Linked DNA regions of Mus musculus: region 1 is linked to region 2. A link is a contact called in public HiChIP or PLAC-seq data. All regions are on one chromosome and are shown on one strand. Each heading gives the region's core, a stretch centred on a gene start, on an enhancer-like site or on the middle of the called end of the contact. The rest is flanking DNA. Distances are from core to core; before and after follow the strand shown. Region 1 overlaps Brdt (bromodomain, testis-specific). Region 2 overlaps Tgfbr3 (transforming growth factor, beta receptor III).

Region 1 (5,313 bases), core at 2,264-4,763, 200 kb after region 2:
GCTTTGGCTGTCCTGGAACTTACTCTGTAGACCAGGATGGCCTCAAACTCAGAAATCCTCCTGCCTCTGCCTCCCAAGTGTTGGGATTAAAGGCATGTGCCACCACTGCCTGGCTCAAATGGTATTTCTATCAAAAGCTGTCCATTTTAATCCAGGTTTGGAGGTATAGTCCTGTAGTGCTAACACTCAAAAAGCTATGGCAGGGGGGATCACTACTTGGAGAACAGTCTGGAATACATTTGAGAGCAGCCTGGGCTACAGAGTAAAACAAAACAAAACAAGTGTCCATAGTTACATTGGAGGTTTTTTCTTTTAATGTAGTAATGACAATAGTTTCTTTGTTTTGTAACATTATGGGCCATGCCACCACACCTGGCATCTATAGTTTGCACTTTAAAAGCATATATCCCAGCTAATTCCATCTTCTCAGAAACATAATTGGTATAAACATGACTTTGATTTTCCATCCTTCATTTGTCTTTAAGATTTGTACAAGATTTTTGGGGGGCTGTGGGAAGGGAACATCAAAGCTATTTGTTCTCTCTGTAAAAGAGGAATCATCTAATATTTAATACATGTGTGGTAAAAATCCTCTCATAAAACTTGGTGTTGGTAATTGTTTCTTTTGTTTAATTCATGGACGGTGCCTCCTTAAGTGTGCTTTTTGTTGAACTGTTCTTTAGATTACAAAGGGTGTGAAGAGGCGAGCAGACACAACAACTCCTACCACTTCCATAGCTAAAGCAAGTAGCGAATCTCCTCCGACACTTAGAGAAACAAAGCCAGTGAACATGCCAGTAAAAGAAAATACAGTAAAGAACGTTTTGCCAGACTCTCAGCAACAACACAAAGTTTTAAAAACAGTCAAAGTAACGGAGCAATTAAAGCACTGCAGCGAGATTCTTAAAGAAATGCTTGCCAAGAAACATTTGCCGTATGCATGGCCCTTCTATAATCCTGTGGATGCTGATGCTTTGGGACTCCACAACTACTATGACGTTGTCAAAAATCCCATGGATCTCGGAACGATCAAGGTAAATACTGCCTGAGTGGGAAGAGCTTTCTTTTCTTGTCTTGATTGTAAAAGTATTTCATCATTGCAAAGAAATTGATCTAATGTCCAGGAAATTGTGAAGAAAATTACATCACCAGAATACTAACACCTGAAGAGGACCGTTGGGACGTTTTAAATACATCTTGTTGTTTTTCCTGTAACATATCCATCTTACAGGCTAGTGGAGATTGAACCAGGGTCCTCAGTCTTACACAGCATCTCCTCGGCCCTGGCTCTCTTAAAGCACAGTTTTGTTTCATTATTTTTATCAATATAGTAAAGTTTGTTAACATGCTACTAAACTTTGTGTTTGCCCTCATTTCTTTTATTCTGCTGTCTCCCTCTAAGCTTATTCTGTTAGTTAAAATTCAAAAGCAGTGGTCATTTTTATGGATTTATAGATAGTAAACTCAGTTTATATATAGAAGTATCTTAAATGATTCTTAAAGTGAATATAGGATTCAAAAAAACAGTCATTTTCTGTCAACACTTGGATGACGTTCCAGCCTCTATTTGCTGTCAAGCAACTTGTCATTCCTTTGTACCATAATTTGTCTTCCTCTCTCTAGCTCAGTATTTGATTTATATCCATCTTGTACTGGAAGTTAACCCTTTCAGTCTGAGGATCTATGTCCTAAGTTTTTAATTGTTATATCTTAAATAGTACTGTTTTATTTCTTGATACATGCAAACTCAGACCCAAAGGTTAAAGAGTAGTATCAGGCCAGGCAGTGATGGTGCCTTCAATCCCAACACGTGGAAGGCAGAGGCAGGCAGGTCTCTTGAATTTGCAGCCAGCCTGGTCTACAGAGCGACTTCCAGGATAGCCAGGACTACACACACACACACACACACACACACACACAGAGAGAGAGAGAGAGAGAGAGAGAGAGAGAGAGAGAGAGAGAGAGAAACAGACTATGATCTGAAATAGCCATATGTTAAGAGGTAAATAAGAGTCTGTAGTTACTGTATATATATTTCAAGAAGAGAAAGTAACTTGTGGAATAGCCATGAGGTAAAGAAAACAATTCAGAACAGTATCTTAGTATTTAGAACCTAGGAAGGATGTGAGGGAAACCCAGAGGAAGGTAAGATGGGAAGGAGGTCACGTCTGAATAAAGCTGCTGCAGAGAAGCATGAGCGTCTCAGCCTTAACTGAGGATTTGTGGTGTTTTGTCTGGGAGCTGGGTACACACCAGTTACAAAGCTGTTAGATGGTTCCTGAAACAGGAAGATGTCGACTATAATTCAGCTCTGAAATCATTCTTAATTGCCATTGATGTAGCTGGTAGAAATTACATTCTTGAGACAGATTGATGCCTCAGTGCTTAAAAGCATGGCCTGCTCTTACAGGGGACCTGGGTTCAGTTCCCAGCATCCACACAGTGGCTTACAGCTGTCTTTCCTGGAAAGTTTCAAAAGACCCATCCCCTTGTCTGGCCTCTTTGGATACAGGCATAGGCATGCACGTGGTACACCAACATACATGCAAGGAAGATCTCTCTAAGATAGATAGATAGATAGATAGATAGATAGATATACATATAGATATAGATACAGATATAGATATATCAAAAGAAAAGAAAACTAACCAGTCATGGTAGTGCACCTTCAGTTGTAGCACTCAGGAGGCAAACACAGGGTGTATCTCTGAGTTCAAGGCCATCCTGGTCTACACAGTAAATTCCATAGAAGTCCTGTTTCAAATAAAAACAAAACAAAATGATGGCTCCATCCTGCATCATCTTAGTTTTGCATTTCTGCCCCAGCCTGGCGCATGATCCCCTGGCTCATGATCCATGGCTGGTGAATGCTGGGGTCACTGGTGGATGCTGGCTGGGATCACTGACCTTGCATTTGTTTAAAGTGAGCCTCCTGTAATTCACCTGCTGTTGGTCTGTGGATTGTAACTCACACCCCTGTTACCCTTATGCTTTTAAAATCTTTTCATTACTTTCTTACTGTAGAATTTCCATGTCAAGACAGTCTGAAAACACTTTCCTGTCTATTTTTCCCACAGTGCCTCCTTCAATCTCTTTACGTGTAAATGCTCATTGATTTCTTTTGTAAGTGTAAAATTTGATAAATATAGAACAATGTTTGATATTTGTTTTAAAAAGATATACATAGTGATCTCCCTCCCTCCCTCCCTCCCCCTCCCTTCCCCCTCCCTCCCATTTACTTGCTTCTGGTTAGCACACAAAGAAGTGGGTTCCTGTGACTCTCTTTCCTTTCTTTCCCTTTGTTCATTTGTTGGTTGAGACCTTGTCTCACACAGCCCAGGCTGGCCTCACACTTCCTGTGTACCTGAGGATGCCCTTTACTCCTGATCTTCCTGCTTGCACCTCCCCAGAGCTAGGCTCACAGGCATGCACATCATGCTGGCCATGATGTTTCCATACATATACATCACTACACTTTGTTCTTGTCTGCCACCCCCATGACTCCTGCTGCTTGGCTCACCCCCTTTATATCCCCATAAATAGGGCCCTCTTTCCTTTCGCAACATATGTTCTATTGCCTTCTGTTGTTCCCTTTCTGCATCCTCTCTTTACTGCTCTTTCTACTTTCATACTGTACATATATCTTTACATATATGTACATACTGCATATGTATATACATATATGTGCAAAAATTTAAATCTAGATTCCACATATAAGAGAAAACATATTTGTCTTTTCAAGTCTGTCTTATTTCAGTTCTCTGTTTCCTTCCTCTTCAGAGCTGAATAAAATTCCCTGTGTGTGCACCACATTTTCATTAGTCATCTGCTGATGAGCCTCTCGGCTGTTTTACATCATGTCTGTCATGCACAGAAATAGCAGTGATCATGAACGTGCAGGTGTCTTTGCTATGCTGATTGAGAGCCCTTTGTGGACTTACATGCTGGACCATGTGTGGCAGTTCTCTTTTGCATCTTTTTTAAAAAATTTATTTATTATATGTAAGTACACTGTAGCTGTCTTCAGACACTCCAGAAGAGGGCTCCAGATCTCATTACAGATGGTTGTGAGCCACCATGTGGTTGCTGGGATTTAAACTCAGGACTTTCAGAAGAGCAGTTGGTGCTCTTAACCACTGAGCCATCTCATCAGTCCCTCTCTTTTGCATCTTTAAAGGACACTCCATACTGATTTCCAGAGAGCCTATACAGATTTGCATTCTGACCAGCAATGTGTAAGAGTATCTTTCCTGTGTCTTCCCCAGTATGTGCTGTTTTCCCCCCTCTTGATATTAGCCACTCTGACTGCAGTAAAATAGAAAATCAATGTCGTTTTTATTTTTACTTCCTAAGATAGATAAGGATATTGAACACTTTTAACTATCTATTGGCTGTTTGTTTTTCTTCCTTTAAGAACTGCCTATTAAATTCACTAGTGTCTCTATTTTAAATGATGGGTTTTGTTTTGTATGTGTATACATATGTGGCAAGACTATATAGTTTCTAGCACTAATCCTCTTCTTGTTGTCTAGTGTACGGTTGGCCAAGACTTTTCCTCCATTCCATAGGCTATCTCTTTATTCTGCTGATGGTTTCTTTTTGCTACATAGAGCTTTTTAATACTACACAATACAACTTATCAATTCTTGTTTTTCATTTACTGAGCTGTTGGAATACTTTTATCAGAATGCTTTGTATGGTTGTTTTGAAGTGGGATTTCACACACACACACACACACACACACACACACACACACACACACAGGATTTCCTTCTGCATTACCGATGTGCTAGAAAAGCAGCTGCTTTCTTATGCTGCTTCTGTGTACCGCTGCTTTGCTTGCAGGTGTTTGTCAGCCTTGAAGGTTTTCTAATGGAGTCTTCAGGGTTTTCTAAGTACAGAGTCATGTAATCTACAAGCAGGGAAACCTGACCCTCCCTTCCCTGTGCCTGCCGTCTTTCTTATTTCTCCCTGTGTTCTTACAGCTGTAGCTAGATTGACTAGGAGTGAAGAGAATGGGTTCCCTGGTCTCATTCCTGATTTTAATGGAAATTAATTTGTTCCCCATGTCGCATAAAGCTGGTTGTAGATTTGTTGTATATGCATCTTAAGTCTCTTTATTCTTAGTTCAGAAATTTGCCAAGGACATTGGGCTCTTCTGTCTGACCTTTCTCCATCTCTTAAGATGATGGTATGGACTCATCCTCTTTGCTTTTCCTGGGTTGCTGGCCATCCTCTCCTGGTCTGTGGCCCACTTCTGTCCCTTGTTCCCCTGGTTTTAAATCTCCCGTAAGGTCACTGATCATTTTTACC
Region 2 (5,908 bases), core at 1,083-3,582:
TAGAAGTCAAAGAGCCTGAAACTGACTGGGGAATAAAAGATCATCATGAAACATTACCTAATTGTTTAGCAATGTTGTCATGTATTGTCCAGGACTGGCCTGGAACAGGAGTGCAGCCAGAGAGAGGAATATAAACAGATCTTGTTTGGGATGATGGCCGATCTTATTCCTCGTCTTTCTTAGTCTCTCTGATTCCTCTGACAGACAGGGACATTCAAGCAAAGCCCAGGACCACTGTGGTCCAGGCACGTGCATGCAGGGACAGCAGAGCCGCCAGTCAGAGCTAAGTACATACAAACTCCAGCAGGGAGTTAAAGTGCACCGCATGTTTTCTGCCTTTCAAGGCATGATTCCCTTTCCTGTTTTTGTTATTCTGAAACTAAAAACAGTTGGCCGGCGTGCCAGGCAGCAAAGGCAGCAGACACTCCAGGTCGCCACCACCCCTTACGCCATGCCAAGGGAAGGCAATCAAAATATCTGTGACCTTGGAAAATCACGGCAAGGCTTTGCACTCAGTACCAGCCTCATGCATCACTACTACATTTGATGGATTATTTGGACTGTTTCAAAGTCGAAGTAAATTAATAATAATAATAATATAAAAATCCCTAGGAACAAGGAAAAAGCATTTTAAATTAAGATGTGCTCCTGGCTTTGTCTGCTCCTCTGGGAGCTCACCTAAGTGACTGGACTTGTAGGGAACTGTTGGTTTTGCTCACTGCTGATCACATGGAAGGTGCTGTGAGCAAAAGGACAGAGATCACATGGAAGGTGCAGTGGGCAGAGGAATGCTGAACCAACACAACTCGACTCTCCTAAATTCCAAACATCTACAATCCATTTTAGCTGTTAACAAAGATGGTCAATTAACACACATTAAAAATTTGACTCTTACAAAAGAGATGCCAAGGAGATCTCTCTCTCTCTCTCTCTCTCTCTCTCTCACACACACACACACACACACACACCACACTTTGCTCCAATATTATGCCAAATCGGGTTGTTTTTTCCCCCTAATTATATCTGAGATGAGCTTGGTTTTACCAAACTTTCATCAACTTTTCAACATGAACCTTTGCCTTAGCCTGTCAGCCTGCAAGGCCCCTCACAGAAGCTTTGGGAAGCTATGTTAGAGGTAAGCTGGTTACCATGAAAGGATCATGTGTAGTGCATATACATGTGTGTGAGCAGGGTGCACATATGTGTTTGTGGAGGTGGGAAGTCAACATCAGGTGTTTTCTTGAATCTTTATCTGCTTCTCTCACTGAACCAGGAGCTCACCAAGCCAGCTAGGCTGAATGGACAGCAACTGAGCTCACAGGGTTCTTTTGTCTTCCACACTCCAGCCCTGGGATTACAGCTTGCAGGATAAAGTCATTTACTGAGTGAGTACCAACCCCCATCCCATCCCATCCCATCCCATCCCATCCCATCCCATCCCATCCCATGCCACCCTCACTCCCCACCCCCTCCATATACACACAGAGCCCAGAGTTACTTTTCTGTCAGAGTATTACTCCTGGAAGTTGGATGCAAGCCAGATTCACCCAACATCACATATTTATCTCAACAGGGAAGTCTACAGCATGGGCTGGGGTCAGCTTGGTTTTCCTTCCTCCCTATGCACCTGGTTCCAGACTGTGACACTGACCCCCTAAAGAATATGCAGACATGAAAATGTTCATTGCTTCATGTTTACTAAGACTAGAAAGTACACTAACTCATGTCAGAACTTTCATAATGAGGTAACTGGAGTTCAGAGAGCTTTAAGAACTTGTCCAAGGCCATAATTTTTAAGTAATAGAGCCAAGACTCAAACCCAAGTCCACAATGTTCCCTAGGGCCATGTTTTAGCCATGACATTGACTGTCCAGCAGAAGAAACCAAGTATAGGCTGCAGAGTGAAAACTAACAGAGAGCTTAGAAAGTTCAAAGAGGCAGAACCTTTGCAAAAATAACACACACAACCACAGTTTAAGTTATTGCTGTTTAACAAGACCAAGAAATGAGCAACCAACTTACAATAACTTTCAAGTTTCCCTTGACGTCAAAAGACTTGATCACCCAGTTGACAGATTTTTTGCACTTCAAGATCAGGACGAGGTTTTTGACCACCTCAGGATCCTCTCGAGCAGGTCGTATGTCAATTATTATATCCACCTGGAAGGTGCTGTGTGTGAAAACCAAAGGCAAAGTCAAGACCGGAGCCAGAAGGCTGCCACTGCTCCAAGCCTCGTGTTTCCAGTGTCTGGCCAGTTGATTAAAATGCTGGCGTGGATCCCAGGCAAATGACATGTGCAAAACAGATTGCTGTTGCACGCTGAACAAAACGGGTTTACATAACAATAGGATCGCAGGCCTGATGCTAATTAGCTGTGTTTCTCCTCTAGAGAGGGGGAGGGAGGAAGGCTCCTCAATGCTTCCTCAGTTAAAGGGATTTGAACACCAAGGGAGTTTCCTTCTGAAGCAGAATTGTCTGTGTTCAAGGTTCTGTGCCTTCGCCCTTTGTTGTGGAACTTCTAAGTCCCTATATGCTGAAGCCCTTCAAAGCCTGATGTGGGTGGCTGAGGCTGGAGGAGGGAAGGGGTAGGAGGCATGCTAGCACATGCTCCAGGAAATGTCAGAATAAATAAAAGGCCAAAGGCCTCTTGACTTACGTAAGTTTTGATTACGGCATCAGTAACAGTTAAATAATCATATCTGCACTTACTTTCCCAAGCTTCTGTATATAAAGTTATTTAAATTAGTGGTCAAGCAAGCAATTGATACAAAATTGATGAGCACAATACAAACTTCTAAGAACTGAGCATGAGAGAAAATGGTTTTTACTAAATGAACGCTTTACTAAACGTTCCGAATTTGAGGGAAGGGTCTGTCGTGGTTTCAAGTGTGAGACACAATGATCAGAAAGCCTGGCTGAAGGTCTGCGCACTCTCCAGGTCCCTCCACAGAGTTCTGTACATGGCATGGAACAGATTCTCACCCAAACGATCTGTGGTCTATTCAATTTTGAAATGAAAACTCTATTACACGTCTCATTTCAAAAATCTCTCTACAGAAAAACTGGTAAAGTTTGAGTCACTGGCCCATATGAAATACAGGTCAGGGTAGAAAATTATTATTTTTCCCCTCCTTAAAAACAACAACAAAATCTAATTATTTTCATAGGGAGAATCAAACTTCCACAAGTGTCAGATTGTGATATCTATTTAATGGATCCTTGATTCATACCATGAAGATGCAGTACACACGCACATAGACATAGACACAGACACACACAGACACATAGACACACAGACACACAGACACACGGTGCATACGTACTCTGAGGATATTATACATATAACCGAATCAAAAGAGGCATATTAAAATGGTAACTGTGGTAGATAATAAGGCTACTCTGTAACTCTAATTACATCACTGTTTCAACAGTGATGATGTCCGTCAAAGGAGATAGCAAAGGAGAACCATTATCTTAAAAATTAAACCCAGAAGTTAAGAAGGGGCTTCAAGAACTCTCTGGCATATATATCTTTACAACCAGGTGATAATGCAAACCACGTCACCATGCTGAGTGCCGTCCTCCTCTTCTGTGATCCACGCCTGCCTGAAGCATGGCTGCTTCCCTCTCTCCAAATAAAGTGAGCTGCTCCCCGCTCTCACCCTCATATCAGGGGAGAACAGATCTTTACTTTCATCTCTTCTCAGGTTATAACACACACATACGCACACACACATGTACATACATGCAGACATGGGTGCACTTGAGTGCACAGGCGTGCTCACCTGTAAGGATTGGAGTTGGGGGAGATTAACTCAATGATATGCACTTCCTTCTCGTGGGGCTGACTGGCCAGGACACAACCTTCGGCGGCTTTGGGTTGAAGGTACTCCGCAAGGTAATTGAGCGAGAGAAAATTTTTCCCTATGTTACACGTGGGAGGGAACACTTGATCTGAAAGTAAAGACAGGGCACTGGGGTCAAATCGGGGAGTTTATGGGACCAGGAGGGAAGGAAAGAGGTGGTAGTGTGACCGAGGCTAAGTCTGAACCAGAAGCCACGAGCCCAAAGGGTCCTCATCTGTGGCCTCGGCTACTGCTCAGCCATGCCTTCTACCTTGGCTACCAGGGGCCTTCTGCTGGCCAGTGCTAGTGGCTTCTTCTTTGCCTACACCCACTCCTTTCTTGCCCCTGTTCATCTCCTCTGACCCCTGCTGTGTCCTACTCTTTTTCACTAGAGTGGTCCTCTGTCTTTGATCCAGGACAGAACCACCTCTTAGGACTCTGTCCCTCAGAATCTGATTCAGGGGATCATGTGGGACACGGACATCTTTCCTTTCTGAGGCTCTGTAGTTAATGTCAGCCAAGCCCAAGACTCCCAGCCCTGAGCTGGGGAGTGTAGATCCGTTGGTAACATGTTTGCCTAGCGTGCAATATGCCCTGGGGTCCATATTCAGTATCGTGTAAAAGGTTCTGCAGCGTACACCTGTAATCTCAGCACTCAGGAGGTGGAAGCGAGGAAAATTAGAAATTTACAAGCATCCTTAGCTACATAGCAAGTCTGAGGGCAGCCTGGACTACAGACCTTATCTCAAAAAACAAAACAGCAACAAAGATATACAGCTATGAGAAAAAAAAATGACATCATGGCATATACAGGGAAATGTATGCAGCTGGAAACCTATGTTAGGCTAAATAATCAAGACTCAGAATCTCAATCCTCCCTTTGTCTATTTTCTATAGATAACCTCACTCACTCCTGTGCGCCTAGACCACAGCTCCTCCCCTGGGCTGCAGACTTAAGACTGTCATCTGTCTACCAGAAGGTCCCGACCTAGCCAGTATTTTCATGAGCACTGGCAACATTGAATCCATTTTTAATCCTATAGGCTTCTCCTTGGGCACTTGCAGCTTTGATACAAGTAGCTATTGGTTCTCTGGCCCGCAGATCTTTTTCCCACTTTCACGGTGCTTTTATAAATACCACTGCCTGAGGACTGCTCACCACTTCCACAAGGGAAAAGATATCCCAGCCCCAAGACTCTGAAGACACTCCCCCGTGACACATGCTGTTTACAGAGCACTACACCTGATGGGATTTCCATCTTGTGGCTTAAATGTTTAAGCAGAACCCGAGTGAAGTTGCTGGCACAGTGACAACTGGGACCGGTGTCCAGGAAGTTTTAGGGGAAGCCAGATTTTCAGAAGGGGAATGAACCAGACCTGGCATTTTGGTGAGACAGGCTTGTGTCTTTTAAATTTTAACGACGGGGTGCTGGGGGTTCACCTCCACATGGAAGCCTCACCTAAAAACAGGGGATGAGCTTTTAAGATTCTAAGGCTGGGCTGACACTGCCCTCCCCAACCCTGCACAACTCACACTCTGGCACCGCAGCTCCAACCACTGCAATATCCCCAGAGCACCTCAGAGCAGGCGGCACTACAGTAGTTAATATGGCCCCTGCTTGTGTGATTGCTGCAAGAGAGCATTGGCTCAAGCACCCTGCATTCTTTTTTGCAAACCTCCTCCAAGGAAACAGCCCACAGCTTAACAATTCAGGCTTTGGAGCGGCCCTCCTCCACATCTGCTAAGGGCTTTTCCAGATGTGCAGATGAAGAATGTGTACTTCACAGCTGCAGCCCTGTGATGCCTCCCCCAACCCCCACCCAGTTCACAAGACAGAAAATGATATCAGGCTGCAGGGCTGAAATCTAATTGAGAATCAGGAGATGTATATGGGCCAGAAGACTCAAGAGACTAGGACCCTCCTGGGACTGTGGCTTGCAGTTCCTACCCAGGTGCACCCAGCATGCAGCTGGCACATAATAGACACACCGTATAGGCTTCTTGAGTCCACTAACGACGATGTAAAATTTGAGACAAATAGACAAAGATTTCCCCAGGTTG

The links. HiChIP or PLAC-seq counts read pairs in DNA pulled down with a chosen protein or histone mark.
Region 1: an H3K27ac HiChIP or PLAC-seq map of regulatory T cell precursor shows a contact between it and region 2, with 4 times the contacts expected there. The contact joins two enhancer-like sites. A contact is called at or near these places in 1 of 115 datasets of contacts at active chromatin or transcription factors (regulatory T cell precursor) and 1 of 9 other capture datasets (adipose tissue).

The regions. Positions count from the first base shown.
Region 1 is chr5:107,349,393-107,354,705 of GRCm38.p6, forward strand. It overlaps Brdt (bromodomain, testis-specific), which reads left to right. Exons shown (of 19, transcript NM_054054.2): 7 at 684-1,034. Among named protein-coding and RNA genes, the nearest start is that of Brdt, 21 kb to the left of the region's middle. Within about 2 kb of position 3,514, at least 11 of the 459 cell types and tissues checked have an H3K27ac peak or open chromatin away from gene starts, as enhancers often do. A contact at or near this core is called in regulatory T cell precursor, where this site is marked.
Region 2 is chr5:107,146,004-107,151,911 of GRCm38.p6, forward strand. It overlaps Tgfbr3 (transforming growth factor, beta receptor III), which reads right to left. Exons shown (of 17, transcript NM_011578.4): 6 at 3,787-3,955; 7 at 2,023-2,170. Among named protein-coding and RNA genes, the nearest start is that of Gm42146, 54 kb to the left of the region's middle. Within about 2 kb of position 2,333, at least 54 of the 459 cell types and tissues checked have an H3K27ac peak or open chromatin away from gene starts, as enhancers often do. A contact at or near this core is called in regulatory T cell precursor, where this site is marked.